Linked DNA regions of Rattus norvegicus: region 1 is linked to region 2. Evidence: chromatin contacts called from public Hi-C data. All regions are on one chromosome and are shown on one strand. The core of a region is the stretch at or near the end of the contact, and the rest is flanking DNA. Distances in the headings are between cores, read along the strand shown. Region 1 holds the start of Slc7a5 (solute carrier family 7 member 5). Region 2 holds the start of Map1lc3b (microtubule-associated protein 1 light chain 3 beta).

Evidence for each region. A called contact is a pair of places that touch in the nucleus more often than the background predicts.
Region 1: a contact with region 2 is called in a Hi-C map of mammary epithelial cells, with 3 times the contacts expected there. The contact joins the promoter of Slc7a5 here to the promoter of Map1lc3b in region 2. A contact is called at or near these places in 2 of 12 Hi-C or Micro-C datasets (frontal cortex and mammary epithelial cells) and 1 of 1 datasets of contacts at active chromatin or transcription factors (oligodendrocytes).

Annotation. Positions count from the first base shown.
Region 1 is chr19:66,867,408-66,874,705 of GRCr8, reverse strand. Slc7a5 (solute carrier family 7 member 5) reads left to right here and starts at 2,294. Exons shown (of 10, transcript NM_017353.2): 1 at 2,294-2,897. The coding sequence starts at 2,357. LOC102550600 (a long non-coding RNA gene) reads right to left here and starts at 2,151. Exons shown (of 3, transcript XR_005497042.2): 1 at 1,937-2,151.
Region 2 is chr19:66,569,930-66,577,289 of GRCr8, reverse strand. It overlaps Map1lc3b (microtubule-associated protein 1 light chain 3 beta), which reads right to left and starts at 2,695. Exons shown (of 4, transcript NM_022867.2): 1 at 2,580-2,695. The coding sequence starts at 2,619.

The sequences.
Region 1 (7,298 bases), core at 1,045-3,544, 300 kb before region 2:
AAATAAATTACTGACCAATTGAACTAGCCACTAGGAAAACATGCCGCAGGGAGCCCAAAGTGAGGAAATTTAAGACGAAACTTCTCAACCTACCAGTAGATGGCGCCCTTGGAAAACATTTCAGAGTCTTACTGCTGGAAAAGGAGTGACGGGGGCACCCGACAGAGATAATACAGCTGCTTTGCAGGAAGAAGTCTAAGGCCTTACCTAACCCTGTGAAAAGTGGCAGCGGAGGACTCACGAGCCATGGGTCCTGGGGACATTCACTGGGCATGGTCACTCTTTCTGGAAAGGACCACAGCTGCTTCCTAGGACTCCAATTCCCTGGCACCGGACCTCCCAGCTGTCCCAGATCACAGGTCCCCCTCTGCTTTCCTTGTTCATTCTTTCTCTTAATTCCAGACGCAGAAAAGCCATTTGAATCTGCTGCGCTCCTCCACGGCCACCCCTTTTGGGCTCTAGTAGTGGCCTTGGTTTAATTGTGGTTGTGATTTTACACCTCCGTGGACTATTGCTGTCTCTGGCTCAAATCAAAGCTTCCCCACAGCGGGTATGCAGAACCTAGCCACTGTGAATGGGGACGGATTCCAAAAGAAGCAAGGGTTAGCCACCCACAGGTGAGAGGTGAGCAGGTTGCTTGACTTGAGGTAGGAAGCCACGAGGGTGCACATACTGGGCAGGCAAGTTACACAACTGCTAAGTCGGTTTCCTCACAAAGTGTTTCTAAGGGTCGCCACGTGTCCTATTAGGTTAGGCGCTGTACCTTGGAATCTTAGCAATGTCTCAGTGGGTTGGTGGTATGCTTTTAGCCCTCCGGAAGGACCGTGTAAAGAATGAGAGGCAAGTTTCTCAATCTTCCCAAAGCCACCAATTTAGGCAGTCTGTAGCATGGCATGTTAATGTCGTGACCTTTTAGCTCCATAGCTTCCCACCGCCCAGGCTACAGAGACTCCGGCTTGTCATGGCTTGTCACTGTGTTTGAATGGCTGACATACTGGAGTGGGGGATTGTGGGTAGGGAGAGGTGACTCCAGTGACCCTTGGAGTCCATGGCTGAACACCTCCCTCCCCGACGATGTGGGCTTCCACGGACGGCTCTGGCATTCTTGGCTGCAGCTATGGATCCAGAGAAGGCGAGGGGTTTGAATTTCTTCATTGGTCATGCCACACGAGTGGGAAAGACCTGGCAGACTGGGTTTTGCAGAGCACACAGGGTTTTGCATCCTTCTGAGTCTGAAGGTTCTTCTTGAATTAAGCCCCTCACCCTCCCTTCTGCTTGTCCGTGAGCTTTCCTGGGGACCCCCTTGGATGGAAAAAGGGAACAGTCAGTGAAAAGGAGAGAGTCTTGGGGCTTCCTGGTCTGACCTTGACTGATGAAACTTTCTAAGCACGACTGTCAGCTCAAATCACCATGCCAGGCAACCAGGCCTGAAATGTTCAATCTTTCATACATTCCCTCAAGAGCCATCTCACCTAAGACTTCCTAAGAATGACAAACTAAGGTCCTTTCACCTCAGCCTGCTTTTCAAATCCCTATGTAGATAGGACAGGTTCCCCTCTTCTAAAGCTTGCTCCTCCAGCTTGGGTGTACCACTAGAACGTTTGTCAAGATTCTCCTATGGACCAGGTAGATATTTAAGCCCATGACTGAGCTGGCTACCACCCTGACCTATTCTTCCCTGCTTCCTCCAGAGCTGATGAATCATTTGACCCTCAGACTCGTTTCCTCTGGACCAAACTGGACCATTAACGTGCTTCACCCCACAGCCCACCCCCATTTATCCTAGATACGATATCTATCCTCCACCTCCCAGATGCACAGGATATGCACCCCGGAGGAAGGGGAAATAAACACTGCGAGACAAGGCCAGGATTCCCGCCCGGCAGGTGAAGGGTGGGCGAAAACATTGAGTGAGCCACCCTTCCGGTGCTCTTACTTCAGGCGAGTCCTCTGTACTGTCTGAGGCAGGAGAAGAAGCACGCTCTCACCGACCCGCCCCCGACATCCTGCACACACACAGGGACTTGTAAGGAGGTGTGAGGCACGGGTGGAGACCCGCGTACAGCAGTCAGGTCTTGTGAAACACGCCGCGATACAGTCCGCATCATACGCTCCACGTGCTTCAACAGACCTGGGGGCTGGGCCCGGGAGGAGGCGGAGTCGCGTGGACGGAGGTGGGCGGGGCCTTCGCGGACGGACCAACGGCGGAGGCGAAGGGCGGAGCCTAGCGGGCGGGTAACGGTAGCAATAAAAGGCCGCGCGGGCGGGGAGGGCGCAGACGCATTTCTCTATACGCGGAGAGCGGCTCGGCCGCGCGCACGCCGGGTATCCAGGCCGAGCCGGGAACGTCGAGAGCATGGCGGTCGCGGGCGCAAAGCGGCGCGCGGTTGCGGCCCCCGCGACGACGGCGGCGGAGGAGGAGCGGCAGGCGCGGGAGAAGATGCTGGAGGCGCGGCGCGGGGACGGCGCGGACCCCGAGGGCGAAGGCGTGACCCTGCAGCGCAATATCACACTGATCAATGGTGTGGCCATCATAGTGGGCACCATCATCGGTTCGGGCATCTTCGTGACGCCCACCGGCGTGCTCAAGGAAGCCGGCTCGCCCGGACTGTCGCTTGTGGTGTGGGCTGTGTGCGGCGTCTTCTCCATCGTGGGCGCACTGTGCTACGCGGAGCTGGGCACTACCATCTCAAAGTCAGGCGGCGACTATGCCTACATGCTAGAGGTCTACGGCTCGCTGCCCGCCTTCCTCAAGCTCTGGATCGAGCTGCTCATCATTCGGCCCTCCTCACAGTACATCGTGGCGCTGGTCTTCGCCACATACCTGCTCAAGCCGGTCTTCCCCACTTGTCCCGTGCCCGAGGAGGCTGCCAAGCTCGTGGCCTGCCTCTGCGTGCGTAAGTAGGGGTCCGGGCTGGGCGGGGCTGGGCGGGGCGGGGTGAGCGAGAGTCAAGGTCTCTCTGTGTTTACTGCTGGGCAACACCCATCCCAGCATCCCTCCATCTGTCCATCTCTGGACTATCCCGGCAGTTCCAGGCTAAAGTCACAGGTCTCAGAACCCACGTGCGTTTCTTTAATCCATTCATAGTGTCTACACTTTCGGGGCAGCCCTCGCGAGACCTCAGTGGGTCACGGCTGTGTCTCCGTGACGGGCATCCCGCTTCCCGACCTGAATCCGTAAGATACGAGAGGTCTACCCTGTCCTGGGTGAGAGCAATACTCCTTGCCTCCAGCAAAGCACCACGTGGAGTGACTGATGTGCCAGTTTCCTGTTTCAGCTTCAATTGCTGACTGGTTGCTAAGAGGGAAATTGCAGTTAAAAAAAAAATCACTTACGTTCTTAAAACCGACCTATCAGGAATTAGTGCATGGGCTGACTCATAAAAAAACAGTAGTAATAAAATTGTGTGTGGTAGTGACGGCTCCTTGCTCGTTTGGGATGAGTAGCAGAGTCCTGTAAAGTCTCCCTGTTAGTAAAGGACTGAAACTGAAGACAGTCCGTGTGGGTGGGCTTGGGGGTCCCAAGATGTGCCAGGTAACAGCTGTTGAATGTTGTCCTTACAGGACCCGAGACGGATTGACTGCTTTCTAAAAACAGTTGTGTGATTTTTCAGGACTGGGAAAAATGATCGTTTAAAGCAAATGCCGCATGATTTGGTGGTGGAGAGCAACCTGTAAATCGTGCTACTTTCAAAATTACAGATGGGTTCAGGCAGCTAAGACAGGTTTCTTTGTTTGCTTTAGGAGCTGTGTTGACGGTGCACATAAAGAGGGCGACAGCGTGGCAGGGCTAGACTTAACCGTCTTGGGCTGAGAGCCATGAAAGTAGGGGGCTGCTGTTAGCACTGGAGCCACTGCCCGATGCCGGCCGATGCCTATTTTGGCTTTGGCCATGAGACTGTCTCTTGTTATCAGTCACAGCTGGGTGTGCCCTTAAATTCTGGGACCACCCACTCTGCTCTGTAGTGCTGATCGGAGACTGACTGGGTGATGACCTGTAAGGTTTCCTGTTTGCTTGATTCATGTATAAGAATGGTCAAAACCACAGTTGGTCAGCAAAAGCAGTGGGCTGGCCCGGGAAAGCCTGGCCTCAAAGGGGACAGTGACTACTGCACTTGCATACTCAGAATCTTAACTGTCAGGTTCTCCTTATTGATGGGATGACTTGACCTTTAGGCCATATAGGGAACGTCATGGGTATGGTTAAGGTTTTCTGTTGGTTTGTTTGGTTTTGAGACAGGCTCTTGCTACACATCCCTGGCTGGTCTGCAACTCGCCTCTGCCTCCCAAGTGCAGGGAGTAAGAGTGAGCACCAAGGTGCCAGGCTGGCATGGCTATCTTTAAAGAGCCCACACTCTTGCCAAGATAGTTGTGGAAAGTGGTTTCTGACTTCTGCAGGTGCTAGTGACATGTGGGAAGCAGTGTTTGCCCACAGGAGGCAGGCAGCACGGAGAGCTTGCAAATATTCTTTCTTTTAAAATTTTCAATGTTTTATTTATTTTGCACACTGGTGGAGGTCAGAGGGCAGTTATGGGAGTTAGTTCTTCCTTCCACCATGTGAGTTCCTGGGATGGAACTCAGATCTTCATGTTTGACAGCAAGCAATTTTATCCACTGAGCCATCTCACTGGCCCAAATGTCTTCTTATTTGAAAAAAATAAAAGTAATAACACAAACGTGTAATTGTGTAAATATCCAGCTATGTAGACACGTGAGGGTCAAGCATGAGATCCACGCTCCTGTCACCTGGCAGCTAATTGGTAAAGTCCCAGTTGATCTCAATTGACATCTGTTTGAAAACCTAAGGGGACAGCATGTCTCAGCTCTTCAGGAAAGCTCCCAACAGGCTTAGCAACATTTGGGGCGTCCACGATTTGAGAACAGGTGAGCAGGTGCCTCCCACAGGATCTGCAGCAGGTCGAGCTCTCAGACTTGTGATGCAGAGGCTTTGGTGGGCTTTTTGTTCCTTTGTTTTAAATTAAAAATGTGTGTATGAGTGCTTTGCCTGCATGTGTGTCTGTACCACCTGACCTGCTTGGATTGCCTGTGGAGGCCAGAGTCAGAGTCACTGGAGTTACAGACAGTTGTGAGCTACTATGTAGGTGCTGAGGTTTGAACCCTGGTCCTCTGGAGGAGCATCCAGTGCTTTTAACCATTGATCTATCTCTCCAGCCCCATGATATAGGGTTTTTAAAAATACCTTAAGTAGCCTTTTTACAATCTTTTGTGGTTGCTGTAGGTAGAAGCTGCTGGTAAGTTCTAGAAAGGACACACCCTGGCCCAAATTCTGAGTATCAGGGTAAGATCTGTCCATTATCTTTCTGCTCGTGTGATCATCAGTGGACAGCTCTGTTTCTCTGAACCACAGGAACATACGCAACCAGCTTCTAGTTGGAACAAGAGATCTCAGTAACATCAAGATAAGCTTCTACAGGAGAGCCTCATCTGTACCTGCTTGAAAGAGGTAGACTCCAGAAAGGGAGCTGGCTTGACAGGGCAGAAGGAGAACCCCAGGAGGCTCCTGGTGTTCAGTAGAGCTTCAAAGTCTCTTAAGGCCTCGGTGTTGGCACTCAGAGGATTGTACTCTGAGGAGGGAGTTTCTGTGTGTCAGTGAGTGCCTTGTTCTTTCTCCAGGGCACTTCTGGGGAACATAGTGTTCCCTGGCTTCTATGCCTTGGGAGGAAAGGCCCTGAGGAAGCACCAAGAGTCAGGTTTTAGGGCAGAGGTCTGGTTTCTGTGAGTTGAGGCTTCTGGGGTCCTCTGCTCATCTCTCCACAAGTGTCCCTCACCCAGTTAAGACTGGATTGGGAAGTAACTTGGCATCCACCTGAGTGAACCCACTGATAGTGAAGGTGGATGCCATCTACCTCACAGCGAGTCTGGATCGCTCCCTCTGACCTCAGGCCTGATGTAGGCAACCCGGAGGGGAGGCTTTGATAAAGACCAGAGGACTTTATCAAATGCTTTAACGATGCGTGCCATATTGTTCTGGGTGGCCATGGGCCTTTGTGAGCTACGGTATGCGGCTTGGTTTTTTTTTTGTTCTGTTTTTGAGACAAGACTTCTCTGTGTAGTCCTGGCTGTCCTAGAACTCACTTTGTAGAGCAGACTGGTCTTGAACTCATATTTCTACTACTGTGATAAACACCATGACCAAAAACAAACTTGGGAAAGGGTTTTACTTCACCTTGCAGCTTGTAGTCCATCATCCAGAGCAGTCAGGGCAGGAACTTGGAGGCAGGAGCTGGTGCAGAAGCTGCGAAGGATGCTGCTTACCAGTTTGCTCCTCACGGCTTGCTCGGCCTGCCTCTTTAATGGCATCCAGGACCACCTGCCCACCCATGCTGGCACTACCCACAGTGAGGTGGACCCTCACCTAGAAAACACGCTGTAGACTTAGTCCCTTCAGGCAGTTCTTCTCAGGTATTTTCTCAATTAAGAGTCCCTCTTCCCAAGTTACTCTAGTTTGTGTCAGGTTGGCAGAAAAGCGACCCAGGACACTCAGTACCTGGATTTGTCTTGTTACAGAATCTTAGGAACTAGAGCTGAGATTCTGTCTGAGCTGGGATTTATCTAATCTCACAGGCCACTGCTGCCCGTGCTGAGATACACAGGAATGTAGCAGCTTAGACTTGGGAACAAAGCCCAGGCTCTGGGTGGTGACCAGTGCTACCCGTGTCACCTCTCCGGACTTGTGAGTGTGAAGGATGAGGCCTGCTGACCAGCCTAAAACACCTAATGAAGGTGATCCTGTCCTGGGTGGAGAATGGGACCCCTGCCTGCTGAAGTTTGGTCTCAGGTGGCTGAGGACTTTTCTCCACCTCTCAGGAGAGGTAGGGGCTGGCTGGCCTGGGCTCCTCAGTGCCAGGAAAGTCACTACTCTGTACTGTCCACAGAATGAGTCCAGCAGGGTCTTAGACATTCTTAGCTAGCATGTGCCTGGAGACCTGTGGCCTGAAATAGTTCCCACCCAGTGTCAGGTCAGGGGTATGATGTTCCACCTGCATAATTCTGTAAAACGGGGGTCCATCCTGCCTGGCTGTTAGCAGAGAGCTGTATTTAGTGCATAGCACAGAGCCGGTCACAGATATATGTCATCTTCTGTACTCTGCCTGGTGGTGGACCTGCTCTCTCTTACTAAGGAGCAGCCCCACAGCTCACTTCTGCATGGAGAAGAGGCTGGAAGGAGGGGGAAGGAAATGGAAGGTACTCGCTGTCTCCCCTCCTGAAGTATAGGCGTGGGACACCAGCGGTGGATGGGGTCTGCGTGAAGACATGTAGACTCCTGCTTGGCCCGC
Region 2 (7,360 bases), core at 1,446-3,945:
CTAGCAAGCGCAAGGCCCTGGTTTCAGTCCCCAGCTCTGAAAAAAAGAAAAGAAAACAAACAAACAAACAAACAAACAAACAAAAAAAAACACCAAAAAGCTCACTGCGTTCTTCTGAGAACGCCTGCTTCCCACTGCTTGTTAGCGACAGGCTCTCCTGTCTCACGGCTTGGCAGCTAAGGATGACCTTGAACTCCTCCCGTGTCGGGAGCTCTTCAGCCAGTCTAATCTTCATTTTCAACACTGTACCAAGCTTTCTGCACTGCAGGGTGCAAGGAGCCAGCCATGTCACAGGAGCTGGACTTGCCCTTCTCCCTTCTGAAGCACTAGCTGATCTCTCCTCACCATTTCTCCATCACCCCACAGAGGGGATGGCACCATCTCTTCACACGGCTTCCGGCCACTTTCCATAAGAACCAACCCTCCACTGTATGCCTACTGACTACTCCAGGGTTTAGTCACTGCACTGAGTTCACTCTAGCAAACAAACAGCTACGCACGCACCTGGCATGCTCTACGCCTCAGGCTTCAGAGAGGGCTCAGTAGTTCAGAGCAGCCTCTCCCTAAGAGGACCTGGGCTCAGCTCCCACCACCCTCAGGGACTCACAGTCATCTGTAACTCCCTTTTCTGACATCCACGGGCACAAGGCATGCACATGGTGCAGACATATATGTAGGCGAAGACCCACACAGATAAAATAAAATTTAAAAGGTGCCCCGCTTGGCAAGTTCTAGGCCAGCTTGAGCAACAGTGTGGCACAGGTCCTTATTTAATCCCTGCACATCGGGCTGGTCCCTATCCAAATCTGAGGCCAGCCTGATCGGGGCTACATGGAAAAACCCTGTCTTAAAACACAGACAAACAAAAAGCCAGGCACAGCAGCATACCTTGAATCCCAGCGCTCAGGAGAAAGACACAAGGGTTCAAGGCCAGCCCAGGCTACACAATGAGACCCTGTTTAAATCAACCAACCACTGACAGCAGAAACCCTTAACCTAGGTACACAGTGAGATGAGGGCAGGGTCAGAGCTTTAAGGGCAGAAACAGTTAACACAGGTAAGAGGAGAAATGCAGGCCGCAAGGCTCCACCACCACAGACTACCATGTCATTCTGATTTGTCCCAAAGGGAAATGCAGGAATAGTCGTCTTTACTAAAGCTAACGGCCAAAACTGGTGGCCTATAGGACCTGCCAGCCCTGGCTGGCCGCAGGGACAGGGAACCAGGAGGAGGCCTGCAAGAGCTGAGACACTCGGGGCAGACAGCTGTGCAGAGCCAACAGCTTGTACTGAAGCCCAGCTCTAACTGAATGGCACACTTACTCATCGTCTCTCTGCTCACACTGGGCCAAGCAACCTGAGACAGCTTCAGCATCTCCTCGTCCCACAAGAGCCCCCACCCAGGCTTGTACAGAAGATGACAAACGACCAAGTAGAAGCCACAACACGGCAGGGACCCGCTGAAGGGGCCCAGCAGTGTCCGAGCTTAGATGCCTTCACTTCAACCTCTGGAAACCAGGAGTCCAGAGAGCAAACACGCCAAGAGAGTCCGCACTAAGAATCTGCAAACCCACACGCCTCCTGGCTGCCTCAGTCTCCTTCCATCACTGGGGATGATTGCTACTTACTGGAAGTATAAGAATTTATGACAGAAAGCTAATGGGACTCTGCCACTAGGCGGACCCTAAGCTTCACCGCCCCAGGCCCCACCCAGGTGCTTCAGCTACAAAGGGTCGGTTTGGGGGTGAGCCCTAAATCCATCCACCCAGTCAGCATCCCCTCGATCTGGATATTGCAAACTCCAGAGCTCCAACCTAAATCACTCCAAACTCACTGGAAAAGAGCAAAACCAGCCTTGGCCTCCTCAAAGAGGCCGCTAAAACAACGCCTGTGTGGCAAACCTCTAAACTGTCAGTGCCCACCGTCAGGACCAATAAAGTCAGAAGCAAGGAAAGCAGCAGCCATCAGACGCCGGTGCTTTCTTCAGAATGGCTGGGGTAGGGAGAGAGCAAAGGCAATCTAGGGAAAAACATCGCAAGCCAGGTGGAACTTTGGAGAGATTACCCCCGGCCACTCTGGGGACCCGTGTCCTAGCTAATGTGCATGCCTTATTTTTCCCACCCACACTCCTCTCTTGAAGACTGTTCCAGAATAACTTAAGATCACTACAAACAAACAAAACAGCTGTTAAGTTTCCGTTATGAGACAAAGGCCACCTCTCCCACACACACGTTCCCAGGCGACTGCGGGAGTAGAGGCGGGCTGGGTGCTGCCCCGGGGATCGCAGGGCGCCCAGACCTGGGACCCACTAAGGACACAGCCGAGCGCGCCCCGCCTGCGGTGTCCTCCGCCAGTGGGGTCGGGTCTCCAGTCCCGCAGGGAATGCCGAGCTCACTGGTGACCGACGGCCAGGGCGACGCTGCGCGCCCGGGCTACCCCGGGGACTGAGCCGCCAGGGACCCAGACCCCTCCGGACCCCCGCTCCCGCTGCGTCCCAGCCCCGCACGACACCACCAGGGAGACCCTTCCTCCACCCCTCCCGGCACCCAGATCTCCCACTCCCGGGCCCGCGGCGCGCACCGAAGCTCCGGCGCTGTTTGAAGGTCTTCTCGGACGGCATGGCGCGCGGGGGTCCTGGGTCAGACGATCTGGTTCCCGCGACGATCACTTCCCTTGTGTGTCTCCTCAACCCGCAGCCGAGTCAGGTGACTCACGGCGCATCAGCGAGGGTGGGGCCGAGAGCGGCCCGGAGAGAGGCCATGACAGGCGTGGCGGAAGCTCGGCGGCCCGCATGCGTACAAGCGTCCAAGACTTGGTCCTGCGCCTGCGCCTGCGCCTGCGCCGGCTGCGCTGGGCACTCGCTGGTCGAGCATCTATTAGCCATTTCCCCTGGTCGGGTGTTGGTGCAGCGGAGCCCTGCACACCTTATTCCCCCTCAATCCTTGCATGGCCCAGCTGGTGTTCCAGTGCCCGCCCCCTTGCTGATGTATTTGACATTCCTAAATTCAGGCCTCGGTCTTCCCCCCAAAAAAATCTAAAAGCAAAAAACTGACTTGATTCTCGTCTGCCAAATCCTTACGTTTATGGACTCTAAGACGTCTGGAAACTTATGGTTGGATCTGAACTTGCAGCGCCTTCCTTGTGAGTCTTGTGCAGCCACTATCACGAGTATGTATCCCTAAGAGAAGCAAGGTCTGAGGAACTACAGACCCGGAGGGCAAGTTCAATGACGGGTCCTACTTAAGTGTCTAGCCTGTCACTCTCCCCATAAAAGCCCTTTAGTGTATCTGAGCTGCTGATTGTGGAGTCTGAGGGACAAGGCTCACCTAGACTTCCCAGGGTGCTAGCCCATATGTATTCTCATTAACTTCCCACCACCTCTCATACATTTTTTGGTGGGTGGGCAATCAGACTTTGTCCAGGAACTCCAGCAGAGGCCTGATCCATCCAGGATCCACCTTGGAAAGTCCCAGAGGACAGTTCTGTCCGGAGACCTTTATCTCAGCTGTCCCTTCACAGACAGATCCTTCTACCTCAGCTGACCCCTGGGTGGCTTTACCACAGGCATGTCCCTACTTTGACTCCTGCAGGCCCCCCGACTCCATCAGCCTTAGCTGATTACAGCCTAGGACAGGTTTCAGTCTCATCAGACAAGGCCAAGACCAAGGTCCCATCAGCCACCCTTTCACACTTTCTCTGAGACCCAAGCTGCCTGTGAGGCCATGCTGCCTCCCACCTTCCGTTTGTAAGAGCAGGTGACAGGTCTAAAGTTCAAGCCAACCGACAGTATGGAACAGCCACCCCCACCCCCACTGTGATGGCACATTTGAGCCAGCCTTGTGTTTTTACTGACACTGTACTGTCCCTACAGCCCAGACTTCCTCCTTTAACTGGAAACAACATTCTTCACATGATGTTTGTCCAAGAGATCTATCTCCTTATACACCTATGTGAGCAGGAAACGTTCAAAACATATTACTGAAGGGAACCACAGAGGGCCTGCTTGCTTTGCTTTCTTATTGACCTGAGGACTATTGTTTTGTATGAAGCCTCTGGCCTGAGGGGCGAGAGACCAGGCTAAAAGTCAAAATGGAAGCCAGATCTGGTGGCGCACGAGGGCTGTCAGCCTAGCACACTGGAGGCTGAAGCAGGAGTATCAAAAGTCCAAGGCCAAATGGGACACGGTGCCTAGGCTTTTAATCTCAGTGCCCAGAAGGGAGAGGCAGTCTGGTCTGAGTCTGAGGCAGCCTGTTCTGTACAGCACATTCCTACATTGTAAGAACCTGTCTCAAGCAGGGGAGGAGTGAGTCGTGGGGGGAGGGGGGGGAAGTGCTGGTGGGATGGTCCAGTGGTTAAGAACACTGGCTGCTCTAGTTGAGGACCTGGATTTGGTTCTCAGAACCCACTGGAACTCTAGCTCCCAGGGATCTGACACCCTCTTCTGGCCTTCAGGCACCCACATAGTACATATGTACACATACAGGCAAACACTCAAACATGAAATAAAAATCTTAAAAAAAAAAAGGCAACAAAAGTCCAAGGTCACCCTCAGCTACATGATAATTCCTTCTTTTGAGATAGGGTCTCTCTTTGGGACTGTCCTGGATCTCTCTGTAGACCTGCTCTGGCTCTAGAGTGCTGGAATGAAAACTCCAAGCCACCACACCCACTGTAACCTTATCTCAAAAGATAAAAGAATGGATACTCTCTTTTTTTTCGTTTTCTTTTTTTCTTTTTTTTTCGGAGCTGGGGACCGAACCCAGGGCCTTGCAGTTGCTAGGCAAGCGCGCTCTACCACTGACCCAAATCCCCAACCCCAAGAATGGATACTCTCAAATGTATGGTCCATGCATAAATGAAAACTGGGAGAAGCTGGGTGTAGTGGCCCACACCCTTAATCCAGCACCTGGGATGCAGAAGCAGGCAGATCCAGTCTAAATAGTAAATTCCAGGATAGCCAGGGTTTTACCCTATGTAACAGGTCTCAAACAAAACACCACCCCAGACAGACAGACAGACAGACAGACAGACAGACAGGCAGGCAGACAGACAGGCAGACAAAAGTAGGGTGTATAGAGCCACGTCACTCAGCAGGCTGCTCCGGCTAGCACAGAAGGTTCTTTTACCTTTAACAGTTTCCAAGATAGTCTGATGCCTGTCAGTTGGTTTTCTAATGTCTGTCCCCACTTGGGAAGGAAAGTGACTTTGAAATGTCCTGTGTAGCACTGCTGGCCTAGTGTCATGTTTGCTTGGTTTTGATGCCTTTCTCCTGTCCTGTACGCACCTCCTGCACCTGGCTCAGGAAAGCCCGGTCCTGATGTGTGGGATGAACTGTTGCCTGACCTCAGAACAAAAACTAAAGCCAATTAAAATCTTCAGGGCCCCCGGGGAACGTAGCCAAGTGGTATGGCGGGGTCCTGGTCTGTGCAAGACTCAGGATTTGGGTTGGGGATTTAGCTCAGTGGTAGAGCGCTTGCCTAGGAAGGGCAAGGCCCTGGGTTCGGTCCCCAGCTCCGGAAAAAAAGAACCAAAAAAAAAAAAAAAAAAAAAGACTCAGGATTTGAGCCCTAAAAAGGAACAAGAGAAAGGTGTAGCCTTTCAAGTTGTAGCTTTAGTCTATAACAACAGTCAAAGGAGCAACTTGCTGTTCCAGGTGGTCTGATGAGCCTGCTCACAGTCTTAGCAACTGCTACTGTGCAAGGATTCTGGTTTGTTTTGTTTGTTTCGTCTCACATTTGACTTTAATTCCAGCACTTCGGAGGCACATGGTTTCTGAATTCAAGTCCAGCCTGGTCCTGGTCTACAGAGTAAGTTCCAGGACAGTCAGGGCAACCCAGAGAAACCTTGTCTGGACAAACCAAAAGAGAGAGAGAGAGAGAGAGAGAGAGAGAGAGAGAGAGAGAGAGAGAGAGAGAGAGAGAGAGAGAGAGAGAGAGAGAGGAAAGGAGAAGAGAGGAAGAGAAAGAAAAAGAAAGGAAGGAAAAAAGTATAAAGGAAAGAAAGAAAAAGGAAGGAAAAAGAAGAAAGGAAAAATAAATAAATAAATAAATAAATAAATAAATAAATAAATAAATAAATAAATAAATAAATGGGCTTTTTGTGTTGTCGAATTGTACAAAAGGCAGGAAAGGCAGTGTTTGTGGACATGCTTTGTGGAAGTAGGGAAAGGGAAGGAGGAGACTTGCCTTCACCTGGCAACCCCAGAATCCCAGGCTTCTCTGTCTTATCAACAGTCCCAACACCCTCAGTAGTGGAGTGCCTGCCCAGTTTCCAAAAGACCCCGAGCTCCATCCCCAACCAAAACCCGAATGAAAGATGCATGGTTTTTAATGATACATGCAGTTTTATGAATATGGTTTGTGAGGTTCTGCTGGATGCATTTCTGTACACCATGTGTGTAGTGCCCACAGAAGCGAACATTGGGTCCTCTGGAACTGGAGTTACAGACTACGAGCTGCCATGGGGGTTCTGGGAACAGAACCGAGCTCCTCTGGGCAATCATAACCCCTAAGACATCGCTTCAGCCCCATAGTATAACTTCTTTTTAGTAAGTGATATTATTCCCACTCCCACCCCTAGATAGTTCATCTACAGTAGTAGAAATGCGAGAACGCAGCGTTTCTACAGACTTATTCTGTTTATTCAGAGAATTTCTGGTGCTTTTAAATTTAGCTACTGACTGGGCGTGGTGGGCACACTGTTCATCTAAGCACTCTGGATGCAGACGCTGGAGGGTTTCTTTGAGTTCCTTGCCATCCTGGTCTACATAATGCGCCTGTGTCTAAAAAGTAAATAACAAGTAAAAACAAGCACATCAACCAAACTGCTCATTCTTGAGCCCAGGCAGTGGCACTTTAAAAGTTCCCACCCCAGTGCTAGTTCGTACGATGACTCCTAAAATCCGACGCTCATTCCCAGGAAAGAGCCCGGGCTGGAACCTGGGCATTCCGGAACGCCGAGAGCCGGAAGCCAGGACGCCGGAAGTCGGGCGGGCACTTCCGGCCACAGCGCAGAGCGGAGCGCCACACTCAACATGGAGAACGTAGGCCCCCAAACGTGCTCAGGGCTGCGGGGGCCTGCGCACGACTCGCCCCGCCCCTGCCTCTTTTTGATTGGAAGAAACAGACAGTCGGCTTTGTTGTCTTGGAAACTATTGGCTAGCTGTGCAGGCAATCTCCGCGTCACCTGCTCTTCAGAACAAGTAAACAAGAATTGCTCAAGATGTCGTGGGGAGCGGGACGTCTTGTCCCGTGGGGACGGCGGCCTCGGGGCCACTGGGTCGGGGCTTCGGCGTTGTCCGGTCCATACACCCTGCGGGGCCCCTCAGGCTAGCAAGATGGCTGCACCTTCATTCCATCCCG